2 separate regions of the Ovis aries genome follow, and region 2 is linked to region 1. The links are chromatin contacts, called in public Hi-C maps. All regions are on one chromosome and are shown on one strand. Each heading gives the region's core, a stretch centred on a gene start, on an enhancer-like site or on the middle of the called end of the contact. The rest is flanking DNA. Distances are from core to core; before and after follow the strand shown.

The links. Hi-C and Micro-C count contacts between places; a contact is called where the count stands out from the background.
Region 2: a Hi-C map of hypothalamus shows a contact between it and region 1, with 4 times the contacts expected there. The contact joins the promoter of MED11 here to the enhancer-like site in region 1. A contact is called at or near these places in 7 of 16 Hi-C or Micro-C datasets (blood, hypothalamus, mesenteric adipose tissue and 3 more).

What each region holds. Positions count from the first base shown.
Region 1 is chr11:26,379,127-26,384,888 of ARS-UI_Ramb_v3.0, forward strand. It overlaps MINK1 (misshapen like kinase 1), which reads right to left. Exons shown (of 32, transcript XM_060395345.1): 2 at 5,516-5,581; 3 at 3,803-3,859; 4 at 3,585-3,710; 5 at 1,813-1,923; 6 at 1,351-1,441; 7 at 831-961; 8 at 474-528; 9 at 285-363; 10 at 1-57. Among named protein-coding and RNA genes, the nearest start is that of C11H17orf107, 13 kb to the left of the region's middle. Within about 2 kb of position 3,230, at least 11 of the 54 cell types and tissues checked have an H3K27ac peak or open chromatin away from gene starts, as enhancers often do. A contact at or near this core is called in hypothalamus, where this site is marked.
Region 2 is chr11:26,500,323-26,506,084 of ARS-UI_Ramb_v3.0, forward strand. MED11 (mediator complex subunit 11) reads right to left here and starts at 2,128. Exons shown (of 2, transcript XM_060395382.1): 1 at 2,019-2,128; 2 at 1-1,856. The coding sequence starts at 2,103. The coding sequence ends at 1,492. PELP1 (proline, glutamate and leucine rich protein 1) reads left to right here and starts at 2,280. Exons shown (of 18, transcript XM_042255614.1): 1 at 2,280-2,316. CXCL16 (C-X-C motif chemokine ligand 16) reads left to right here. Exons shown (of 5, transcript XM_015098600.3): 5 at 1-16.

The sequences.
Region 1 (5,762 bases), core at 1,980-4,479:
CGGCTCAGGTAAGCCTTGATGAGACACGTGTCAATGAAGTCAATGAACTTCTTAGACCTGGAGATGATGGTGGCTCATGTCAGACAGGGGGTGGTTCCAGGAAGAAGGGGGTATCCGTTCATCCAAGTCACCCACTTCCCTCCCATCTTCCCATGTCCCCCACACCAAGCACCCCCCACCCACCCCCTCTTCTGCAGTGCAGACCTAGGCCTGGGGGTAGGGGGTAAGGTGGAGGCCTTGTTTGGGGGGGCCTCCTTGCTAAACGCCAATCCCCCGAGACCTACCATTTCTTGGACTTGAGCCTGGGTGGTGGGTTCCGGGGGATAAGGAAGAGGGCTCGCATGGGGTGCATGTCACACAGAGCTGGAACACAGAAGAGGCACCATCAGCTGGTCTCACCGGCCTGCCATGACCCCACCTCCTCCCTACAGCTCCTTCTGGGCCCTCCCTTTGCTCCCAAACCCTGCACTTACGGGGGGCTCCCTCTGCCATCTCGATGGCTGTGATTCCTAGAGACCAAATGTCACTCTGCGGAGGCATGAAAAGAGGGACAGGTGAACACTGCTGACCACGAACTCCCCTCTCCCACTATCCCCAGCCTCTCTTCCCTGAGTTGCTTCCTGGTCCATACCCTTCCCGAGGCTCCTCTGCTCCAACCCTTACTGTCCTCCAGCTCCCCCACCCTCCCCATCCGTACTTTCCTGGCCACAAACCCTTCCCTAGCCTCTCACTGCTACCACAACCCTGGGCCTTCATTTCATTCCCCGACCTGCTCAAGCTCCCAATATTTCCATCTCACTTCCTACCCTTGGCTGCCTCCCTGCCCGTACCCTGTAATCGTAGGTGGCATCAGGGTTCTCATCACAGGCGATGACCTCGGGGGCCATCCAGTAGGGGGTCCCGATGAACGTGTTCCGCCTGCCCACGGTGCGGTCCAGCTGTGCGCTCACCCCGAAATCCACTGGGAGGGCAGAGGCAAAAGGCCATGACGGAATGCTGTACCTGTGGCCCCCACTGGGCTGTTCTGTGCTAGCCCCACCCGGCCACCTCTTCACCCCATCAGCATCCATCCCAAAGACCCTGACCTAGTCTTCCTGTGTCTGGGGGAGAAACCAGGGTGAAAGGACCAAGGGACAGCATTCCAGGCAGAAGGGGCCAAACATCTCCCCAGAGGAGAGCTGGCACAGCACCCGGACACACCAGGGAGCACACAAAAAGCTTCTCCAGTGGTTTTCAGCAGAAGGCAGGGAGCAAATCCCCCAGCCCGTAGACAGGTGGACTTGAGCGACTAGAGGGAATGAACAAACGGGTCCCCAACTCCGTGCTAGAGGTCAGAAGGCGTCAGCGTACCTAGCTTGACCTCGGCATTCTCTGTCAGCAGCACGTTCTGCCCCTTGATGTCTCGGTGGATCACCTTGTGGGCGTGGAGATGGGCCAGACCCTGGGGCAGGAGGGGTGGGGGGAAGTATTCTTGGTGTTAGAGGACAAGGATGTGAGTCGAGGGGCTGGGGAGGCACCTGGCTGGGCTGGGCTGGGGGAGCTGTCCCTCTCCACCTGGGAGCCAGGAGCCCAGGTAAAGGCTCAGCTTTGAGGGGAGTGTCCTCAGACTGGAGGATCCAGCTGCACGGCCTCAAGAAAGGGCAGGGCTGGGAAACAGAGGCACGGGGTCCCTCTGAGGGTTCTCCACACGCACTCGCATCAGGCCATCTGTTCCTTCAAGGGGACACAGTTCCAGCTCCTTCCCTGTGAGTGCAGGGAAGGCCCGCTTCCAGGGAGATGGGAGGAGGAGGCAGGGAGGGACCTGGCGCTCACCCGGAGAATCTCCCTGCAGATGTAGGCTATACAGTCCTCCTTCAGGGCGTTCCCTTTTGTGTTCTTCACCAAGTCCGTTACAGAACCAGCACCACAGAACTCCATCACCAGCTATGGTCCCAGGGAGGCACCGGAGGGAAACGTATCTGTCAGGCAAGGCCTCCTTCCCGTGCCGGGCCCCTGGGGCAGGACTGGAGCCCTCGGGTCAGAATTGGTATGAGCTGGAGAGCAGGGGCCACGAGGCCCCTAGTGAAAGCCACAGAACTTGGTAAGATTAGGAGAGAAAGGGGAAGGAGACACAGCTGGGAGACACAGGGCAGGTGGGCTGAGGGAGGTGATGGTCTGGGCCAGAAGAGGACCCCAGGGAATCCCTGAACTTGCAGCGAGAATGACACAGGTTTGTGCACTTTTCCTGGGGAAGGGGCCAAAGCTACCAGCAGATCCTCACTGGGACCCACAAAGCCCAACAGCGAGCAGAGAACCAGCGCTCCAGAGCAGGGGCCCGGCAATCTACGGCCAAGAGGCTGAGCATTTTTATATTTTTAAATGGCTGAAATAAAAATCAAAGAAGAATCACATGAAACTGACATCTTAGCGTCTTAAATAAAGCTCTTTGGAGTCAAGGGACATTCCTGTTTTCATCTCTGCATTGTCTATGGCTGAGCTGAGTAGTTGTTAGAAGCTTATGACCCACAGAGCCCCAAATATTTACTGTCTGGCCCTTCAAAGGAAAGGCTGGCCAACCCTTGAGAGAGACAAAAAAGGGACTCAAGAGTCAGCAAGTCCCAAGGTCTGCTAGAGAGCCAAGACAGAGCCCAGGGGCTACCAGAGAGCTGCAGAAGGGAATCTGAGGCTTCAGCACAGTCTGTAAACAGGCCAGGCAGAGGCCGGAAGATGAGAAGAACTCCGGCTGGCCGGCACCTCTAGGGACTCGGAGCAGAGGCCAAACAAATCCTGAGGGACCAGTATGCCCGTCCAAATGTTTTCACTGTATGCTTCCCACCTCCAGGGACCCAAAGCAGAGGCCAAACAAATCCCCAGGGGAGCAGTACGCCTGTCCAAATGTTTTCACTGTATGTTTCCTACAAGCTGCATCCCATGCCAAAAAAAGGCAGCCCGAGGTACCTATATTTGCATGCGCCAAAGAGATAATTTGCACATCTGGGGTGCCCCTCCCATAGCTGGAGGGGAGGATGGGGTCCACAAGGGGGCGCTGGGTCACTAGCGCTCAGCTTCTAGCCCTTAATAATCTCCCACTACACACAGCTGGTTGCCTTTCTCTACGTGTGTCTCTCCCCACCCAAAAAGACTAAGTGCCTTGGAGGCAGGGACCACAACTCATGATTATCTGTGCAGGGTACACAGAGGACGCTCAGTAAGCACTTGTCTAGCAACTGCTGGGAGGGGGACCTGATCTGGGGGCCAGTTCCCCAGCCATGGCTGTGTTCCCTGCTGCCCTCTCCTCCGGGCTGGGCTGAGCCCAAGAAAGGGTGAGGCTGGGGAATTAGCGGGCAACAGCGCCCAGGCAGGGAAAGGCGATGACTCTTAGGAATGTTCCGAGCCTGGAGGGAATTTGGGGGAGGCCCCAAAGAGCTAAGCGAGCTGTGGCCGAGTAATTGGAGAGTAATCGCCCAGAGAGGCTTGTGCGCTGCTGGGAGGGGCCCGAGTCTAGCCAAAACCCACACATATTAGATGTGCTGCTTTCCCAGGAGCTGTGCTCAGAGGCAGGAGAACAGATGCATTAACTGGGGCAGGCCAGGGGCGCCCCTCACCCAGAGCTGGTCGTCGTTCCCTGGGGGGCTCTTCTTGATGAAGGCCCCGTAGTAGGTGGCGATGTTGCGGTGGTGAGAGTATTTTTTCAACATGTTGATCTCCTGTTTGATCTCTTCCTCCTCATCCTACGTGAATAGGGAGAGGTGAACCCTGAGAGTCACCCCCGCAAGCCCCCCTCTCAACACCCCGACCCTCCCCTGCCCTATACGCGCCTTACCTCCGTGACGTCCATGACTTTGATGGCAGCCAGCTGCCCAGTCTTGACATGCCGACCCTGTAGAACGAAGAGCCAGGCATGGGGGTGGTCAAGTCTGCACTCGGGAGGGGCTTAATTCTGGGAGAGGCCACAATTTTTGGCTGCTTTCTTTCTTAGAAAATGCCCCTGGCTAGACACCTCAGTTTATGAGTCGGTTATAGGAAAATCACCGCGCCTGGATTCCAAGTGCTAAGCTGGATAAAGATGAAGGGTCTCCTCTCCTGAAACACTCAAGAGGGATGAGGGAGAGACACTTGTGCTTTGTCCCAGCCTCTCTGCCTTAGACAGCCTTGTCTGAAAGTTAGAGCAGCGAGTGAGGGCTCCCTCTCCATCCTCAGATGGAGCGGCATGGAGCTGGGAGAAGTGGCTGGGGGAGGAGGGCTTTGGCTCTCCAGCATCTTCTATGCAAGACAGACTGCCTGAGTCCTCTCCTGATTCACCTCTCTGGACAGGAGGTCTTTCCCAGAATCACCCCCACCCCCAGACACATACACAGGGCTTTTTATTACTGTTAACAGGAGAGAGTAGACAGGGCTGAGATTTTAGGAAACTTAGAGAAACATGGGAGGGCTGACTGCTATGTGGAAACCCCACCACCAGTGCTAATGGGAAGAAACTTCTTCTAGAGTGTGTCCCTGCCATTCCCCTTCTGCCTCCCTTATCCTTCCAAAATTCCTAGCAGGAGTCATCTCAGGCTCCAGTAGGAAAGTCTAAGGCTTCCTGGGGAGGAGAAAGGTGTGTGTTGTGGGGGGACTGCCAGCCCAGGGATTATTTTTATCCCCAGCAGTTTTTCACGACCCCCAAGCCCAGAGAAGCAGTAGAACACAGAGCTGCTATTTCCATGGCAACAACTAGGCAAGAGATGGGGTGACTGGGGTGGGGGGGTGCACCTGCTTTCCAAAGCTTACAGAGAAGAAGGGTAAGAGACAGGTGGGTAGCCCCAGTGACCCAGGAAACCCTGGCCCCTGAGACACAGGAGACTCGTGAAGAGGCTGAGTGCCATATCTAGAGCCGAAGCAGCCAGGCGCACACTTGGGGGCAGCATCCACCTTGAGTACCACCTCTCTGATGGGGCTGCCTCCCCCGTGGAGTGTGACCGGCGGGTAGACCACGTGAAGGGCCAGACTGGCCAGGCCAAAAGCCACAGTCTGTGGTTGAGGAAACGCCACTGCTGTGGAGGCGGAGGAGAGAGGCAGCCTCAAAAGCAGAAGGCCTGCGCCCTGGTCCCAGTCCTGCTGCAGGCCGGTCAGGGGGGCTCAAGAAAGTGGGTCCCCTCTGCTGAGGGTGCCCCTCTAGGTCCCACCGTCCCCAAGCCCTGGGTCTCCTGTGGACTCAGGAGACGCCACACCTGTACTTCTGAGCTCAGTCACACATGTCCCCATGCCCTTCCCATTGCCCCGCGTGTCCCTGTTCCTCACCCCACCCAGCTCCAGACTGTTCTTGCCACACCCAGGGCTGGCTCTAAGCTCAGAGGTAGAGGCCAGCGAAAACACCCGCCTCTCGCTGCTTCCTTTCCTCCTGACTTTATCCCTTTCCTCTCCCTCCCTGGGCCCCCTCCTTTCCCAGGGCCCCCGGCCCCTGTAATCCCTCCAGGCCCTGTCAAATCTCCAGACCACAGCCCACTCCACAGAGGCCCATAGGAGAGGGCCCCTCCCACCACACCCAGAGCCTCACCTTGTACACCTGTCCGTAGGTGCCATTGCCAACCACCTCTACCAGCTCGAAGATGCCTGCAGGGTCCTGAGGGGACAGGGGGAGAGAGAGAATGAGGTATCAGCACTTCAGAACAGGAACCCGAGCTAGAGGCGGGGAAAGCTGTTCGACAGGAGTTGAGAATGACTGTGTTGATGGGGCTGCTGGGGGGCTGATGGAGACCTGCCCTTTTCCGAGACTGGGTCAGAGTTTATGTTTGGGGAGGGGA
Region 2 (5,762 bases), core at 878-3,377, 120 kb after region 1:
AAACTTATTTTTATAATTTTTGGCTCTTCTTTCTGCAGACATGGGTCTTATGCCCTTGCCCCCTAATCATGCCTGGTTCTTGGCTTCAGCTTCTCTGCTGATGGCCACCTAGCATCTTCCCCCTCAACATCTCCTCCCAACCCCCACCAGCCTCCATGTCCCATGACCCGTATATTTTGCTCTTGTCACGTCACACCACACCAGTGTTCCTCCCTAGCTTCTACCCTCTCCTGCTTCACGCCCTGAACCCACAGTAAAGGCCTGGGCTTTTCCACCCTCCCTCCTCAGCAGCTGCCATGCAGCCTGGTTTTACTTCCTCAACCCCTTACATCACCATATATGCCCAATTAGAGTCTAAGCTCCTTGTTTTAGTGTTATTATTTTTATTAGCAAAACCCTTCGTTCTCATTTTGTCTTTTTCAGTGAACCAAAAATGTGTCTTCCTTGGTCCAAGTCTGCGGGAAGCCTAGGGCAGGGACATGAGGAAGTGGGTTGGGTGTCTAAGTCTCCACCTTCTGTCTGAGCTTGTCCGTACTCAGTGAAGTGCATGGCAGGAGCAACCTGCTGGAGGAGCCAGGGCACAGCTGTGCACAGGCTTGGTCTCTTAAGTGTCTTCCTTCCCACCTTCTGCACCCTTGTCCTCATGGCCTCTGACCAGTACGGCAGGTACAGGGTAGCCCACATTCTCCAGATTCGGTTCTGGGGTATATGTGGAGCTCTCCCTCCAAGCTGTTCACCTGTTTGGCCTAGTTCTCCAGCATCTGCTCACAGGTTCGGGCCACCTCACTGAGCTTGAGGCGAGCATAGTCCACTCGCTTCAGGGCCATTTGACAGTCCTTCCTTGAAGAGTAGCTGGAGCCCTCGTGGGGCTGCCCTGTGGCCACCTATAGGACATTCAGATTGATCAGTGAAGCACCCCTTCCCTCACCCATCTCCCCAACAAGTCATCAGGTCTTTTGCCTCATTTCTTCCCTGAGTTTGAATTTGCTATGCCAGATGGTTAGCTGGATTACCTAGAGCACATCAATGAACTTCTATTAAAAACCTCTGTAAAGTGGGGATGACTGTAACTACTTCCTAGAGTTGTTATGGGCTTCCCTGATGGCTCACATGGTAAAGAATCTGCTTGCAATGCAGGAGACCCGGGTTCAATCCCTGGGTCGGGAAGATCCCCTGGAGAATGGAATGGCTACCCATTCCAGTATTCTTGCCTGAGAAATTCCATGGACAGAGGAGCCTGGCGGGCTACAGTCCACAGGGTCACAGAGAGTCGGACACGGCTGAGAGACTAACAGTTTCACTTTTCAGAGTTGTTATAGGATTAGATAATGCAGAATGTCTAGCACACTGTACACGTTTAGTAAATGGTGCTTCCTGTTGTAATAACCTCAGAGCCCTTTCAGTCCTGTTCCTTTTCTCGTGAGGTAGCTGTCTGGAGCGCTGTACACTTGAGGTCAGGTCAAATGTCTACGGGCAAATCCTATAGCTTTCCTATTGTTTAGATGCCCTCTCCCAGGGCTTTCCCACCCACTGGCTCATGTGATGCAACTCAGTGACACAGGAAACCTGTCCTGGAAGGGAAGGATGCTGCCAGGATCGACGGGCTTGCTGGGTAGGGCTGGTTTTGCTTGGCTCCGGGGGTCCAAAGCTGTGCCCCGGACTCTTGAAGAATAAGGCTGAGGCAGAGAGCTGGGGTGGGAGCGTAGCACGTTCCACCACACACACCTGAGTGAGATAGCGAATCTGAGCCGACAGCTCTGCTTCCACGTGCTGCACCGACGCGGTGAAGGCCGCTGCCTGTCGGTCTAAGAGCCTCTCGTTGGTTTTTTCCTTGGACAGTTCCAAGATCACGGTACCTGCCGGAGCGGAGAGCGGGCGGGGCTATCCGAAGACCGCCAGTATAGCCCCGCCCCAGGGCCAGCCCCACCCACCCCTAAACCCAGTTAGGATCCCTTCCAACCCAACTTGGTCCGCGCATGTGCAAGCGGTCGCGCCCCTCTCGTCTTCGTATCCCGAACCTGCATTCTGAAGAATGGCTCCAATTTCTCTTTCGATGTCTTCCAGGGCGCGTAGTCGCTCGTTCGCCAGGCTGTAGGTAGCCATCGTTACCCTCGGGTTTTCTTTTGCTAAATACTACGGAAAAACGCCCGGAAGTAACTGTCGGTTTGCGCCTGCGCAGAGGGCGCACCTTAGCCAACACCACAGTTCCCAGGATGCTCAGCGTGGTCTTTCCCTTCCGGTTTCACCGGGTGAACTACAACTCCCAGGGTCTCGTGCGCATGCCCGCTGCGAGACCCCACCGCGTGACCACCTGTGGTAAGACGGAGTATCGAAAATTTCTCCAGTCTAAGGCCATTCAGACCTGTCCACCTTCACGACACTGTTGTGGTCTGTTTAATTTCTTCTACAAGAATTTCTTGAGCGTCTTCGGGGTGCTGGGTGATGATGGTAGGACCTTTGGGGTATTACAGACTGGACAGCCATGGACCCTCTGTCTGCCTATCCCACTCCGCCACCTATCGGGGCCCTGGGAAAACGACTTGGTGAGTGTGACATTATTCGCCGTAGCGCTTCCCTCTGACCGGGAGCTGCGCTAAAACACGGACTGTCAATATATTCTGAGGCGCTTGCTCCTGTCAGCCGTTTCCCTCTCTGATTGCTTATTATGTGGTTGCCTCTGGGGATACAAAGGTGAGTGAGGTGGACTCACGTGAGAGTGGATAGGTGCTTTATTAGGGATACGCCCAGGGTGTATCTCTAGGAATGGAGAAAGGATTCCAGGAGGAAATGTTGCTTGAACTGAATCTGGGGGTTAACCAGGTGACTGAGAGGTTGGAGTGGAAAAGGGAAGGGCACAGCAAGCGCTTAGTGTTGTGAGGGGCCGACAGATTGGAAGTCCAATAAGTTTGACTGGAGTGAACGCAGTGTGGTTGGTGGCTAGGTGTGACTGGGGAGACCGCAGTGGGGAGCCAGACCAGAAAATGGCTTGCAAGCTAAGGAATTTGAACTTTATTTTGAAGGCATTTGGGAACGGTTGAAAGGTTTTCAAGAAGTGGATTCTGACCAGCTATATCTTTCAGGAAAGATCAATCTTGACAGTTTATGGAAGGTTGAGAATGAAGCCAGTTTGCCCAGGGTTAGCAAGCGAGTGGAGGGTTTTAGTTAAATTTGAGGTATCTAGCATTTAACTTCACTCTTTTTCTAAATCCTAAGAAGATAACAATAAGGGGATTTAAGGAAGGGGTCAAGGAAAGGAGTTAATAATAGCAAAACTTTCAATAGAAACTGGAAAACAGAAGGTCATATGGTTAACTAAACCAGCAGTGAAGAAAGCTTAGAAGCAACTTAATTTACCCCTAAATCAATGGGATTACAGTACAGCTGGGCTGTCAGTCAGTTCAGTTGCTCAGTCCTGTCCAGCTCTTCCACCCCATCGACTGCAGTGCGCCAGGCCTCTCTGTCCATCACCAACTCCCGGAGTTTACTCAAACTCATGTCTGTTTAGTCGGTGATGCCATCCAACCATCTCATCTTCTATCGTCCCCTTCTTCTGCCTTCAGTCTTTCCCAGTGTCAGGGTCTTTTCCAGTGAGTCAGTTCTTCACATCAGGCGGCCAAAGTATTGGAGTTTCAGCTTCAGCATCAGTGCTTCCAATGAATATTCAGTACTGATTTCCTTTAGGATGGACTGGTTGGATCTCCTTGGTGTCCAAGGGACTCTCAAGAGTCTTCTCTGACACCACAGTTCAAAAGCATCAATTCTGTATTCAGCTTTCTTTATAGTCCAACTCTCACATCCATAGATGACTATTGGAAAAACCATAGCTTTGACTAGACAGACCTTCATTGGCAAAGTAATGTCTCTGCTTTTTAATAAGCTGTTAAGGCTGGTCATAGTTTTTTTTTTCCAAGGAGCAAGTGTCTTTTAATTTCATGGCTTCAGTCACCATCTACAGTGATTTTGGAGCCCCCAAAAATAAAGTCTGCGACTGTATCCATTGTTTTCCCATCTATTTGCCATGGAGTGATGGGACCAGATGCCATTATCTTAGTTTTCTGAATGTTGAGTTTTAAGCCAACTTTTTCACTCTTCTCTTTCACTTTCATCAAGAGGCTCTTTAGTTCTTTTTTGCTTTCTGCCATCAGTGTGGTGTCATCTGCATATCTGAGGTTATTGATATTTCTCCCAGCAATCTTCATTCTAGCTTGGGCTTCATCCAGTCCAGCATTTCTCATGATGTACTCTGCATATAAGTTAAATAAACAGGGTGACAATATAAAGCCTTGACTTACTGCTTTCCCAATTTGGAACCAGTCTGTTGTTCCATGACCAGTTGTAACTCATTTCTTGACCTGCATACAGATTTTTTCAGGAGGCAGATAAGGAGGTCTGATATTTCCCATCTCTTGAAGAATTTTTCACAGTTCGTTGTGATCCACAATAAACTTTGGCTTTGGCATAATCAGTAAAGCAGAAATAGATTTTTTTCTGGAACTCTCTTGCTTTTTGATGATCCATTGGATGTTGGCAATTTGATCTCTGGTTTCTCTTCCCTTTTTAAAATCCAGCTTGAACATCTGAAAGTTCACGGTTCATGTATTGTTGAAGCCTGGCTTGGAGAATTTTGAACATTACTTTGCCAGCGTGTGAGATGAGTGCAATTGTTCAGTAGTTTGAGTATTCTTTGGCATTGCCTTTCTTTGGGATTGGAATGAAAACTGACCTTTTCCAGTCCTGTGGCCACTGCTGAGTTTTCCAAATTTGCTGGCATATTGAATGCAGCACTTTCACAGCATCATCTTTTAGGATTTCAAATAGCTCAACTGGAATGCCATCACCTTCACTAGCTTTGTTCATAGTGATGCTTCCTAAGGCCCACTTGACTTCACATTATAGGATGTCTGGCTCTAGGTGAATGATGACACCATTGTGGTTATCTGGGTCATGAAGATCTTTTTTGTACAGTTCTTCAGTGCATTCTTGCCACCTCTTCTTAATATTGTCTGCTTCTGTTAGGTCCATACTGTTTCTGTCCTTTATTGTGCCCATCTTTGCATGAAATATCCCCTTGGAATCTCTAATTTTCTTGAAGAGATCTCTAGTTTTTCCCATTCTATTGTATTCCTCTATTTTTTTTTTTTTGCCTTGATCACTGAGGAAGGCTTTCTTATCTCTCCTTGCTGTTCTTTGGAACTCTGCATTCAAATGAGTATATCTTTAGTTTTCTCCTTTGCCTTTCTCCTCTCTTCTTGTCAGAGCTGTTTGTAAGGCCTCCTTAGACAACCATTTTGCCTTTTTGCATTTGTTTTTCTTGGGGATGGTCTTGCTTCTTGCACAGTGTCACAAACGTCCATCCATAGTTCTTCAGGCAGTCTGTCTATTAGATCTAATCCCTTGAATCTATTCGTCACTTCCACTGTATAGTTGTAAGGGATTTGATTTAGGTCATACCTGAATGGTCTACTGGTTTTCCGTACTTTCTTCAATTTAAGTCTGAATTTGTCAACAGGCGTTCATGATCTGAGCCACAGTCAGCTCCCAGTCTTGTTTTTGCTGACTGTATAGAGTGTCTCCATCTTTGGCTGCAAAGAATATAATCAATCTGATTTTAGTATTGACCATCTGGTGATGTCCATGTGTAGAGTCTTCTCTTGTGATGTTGGAATAGAGTGTTTGCTATGACCAGTGTGTTTTCTTTGCAAAAGTCTGTTAGCCTTTGCCCTGCTTCATTCTGTACTCCAAGGCCAAATTTGCCCTTTACT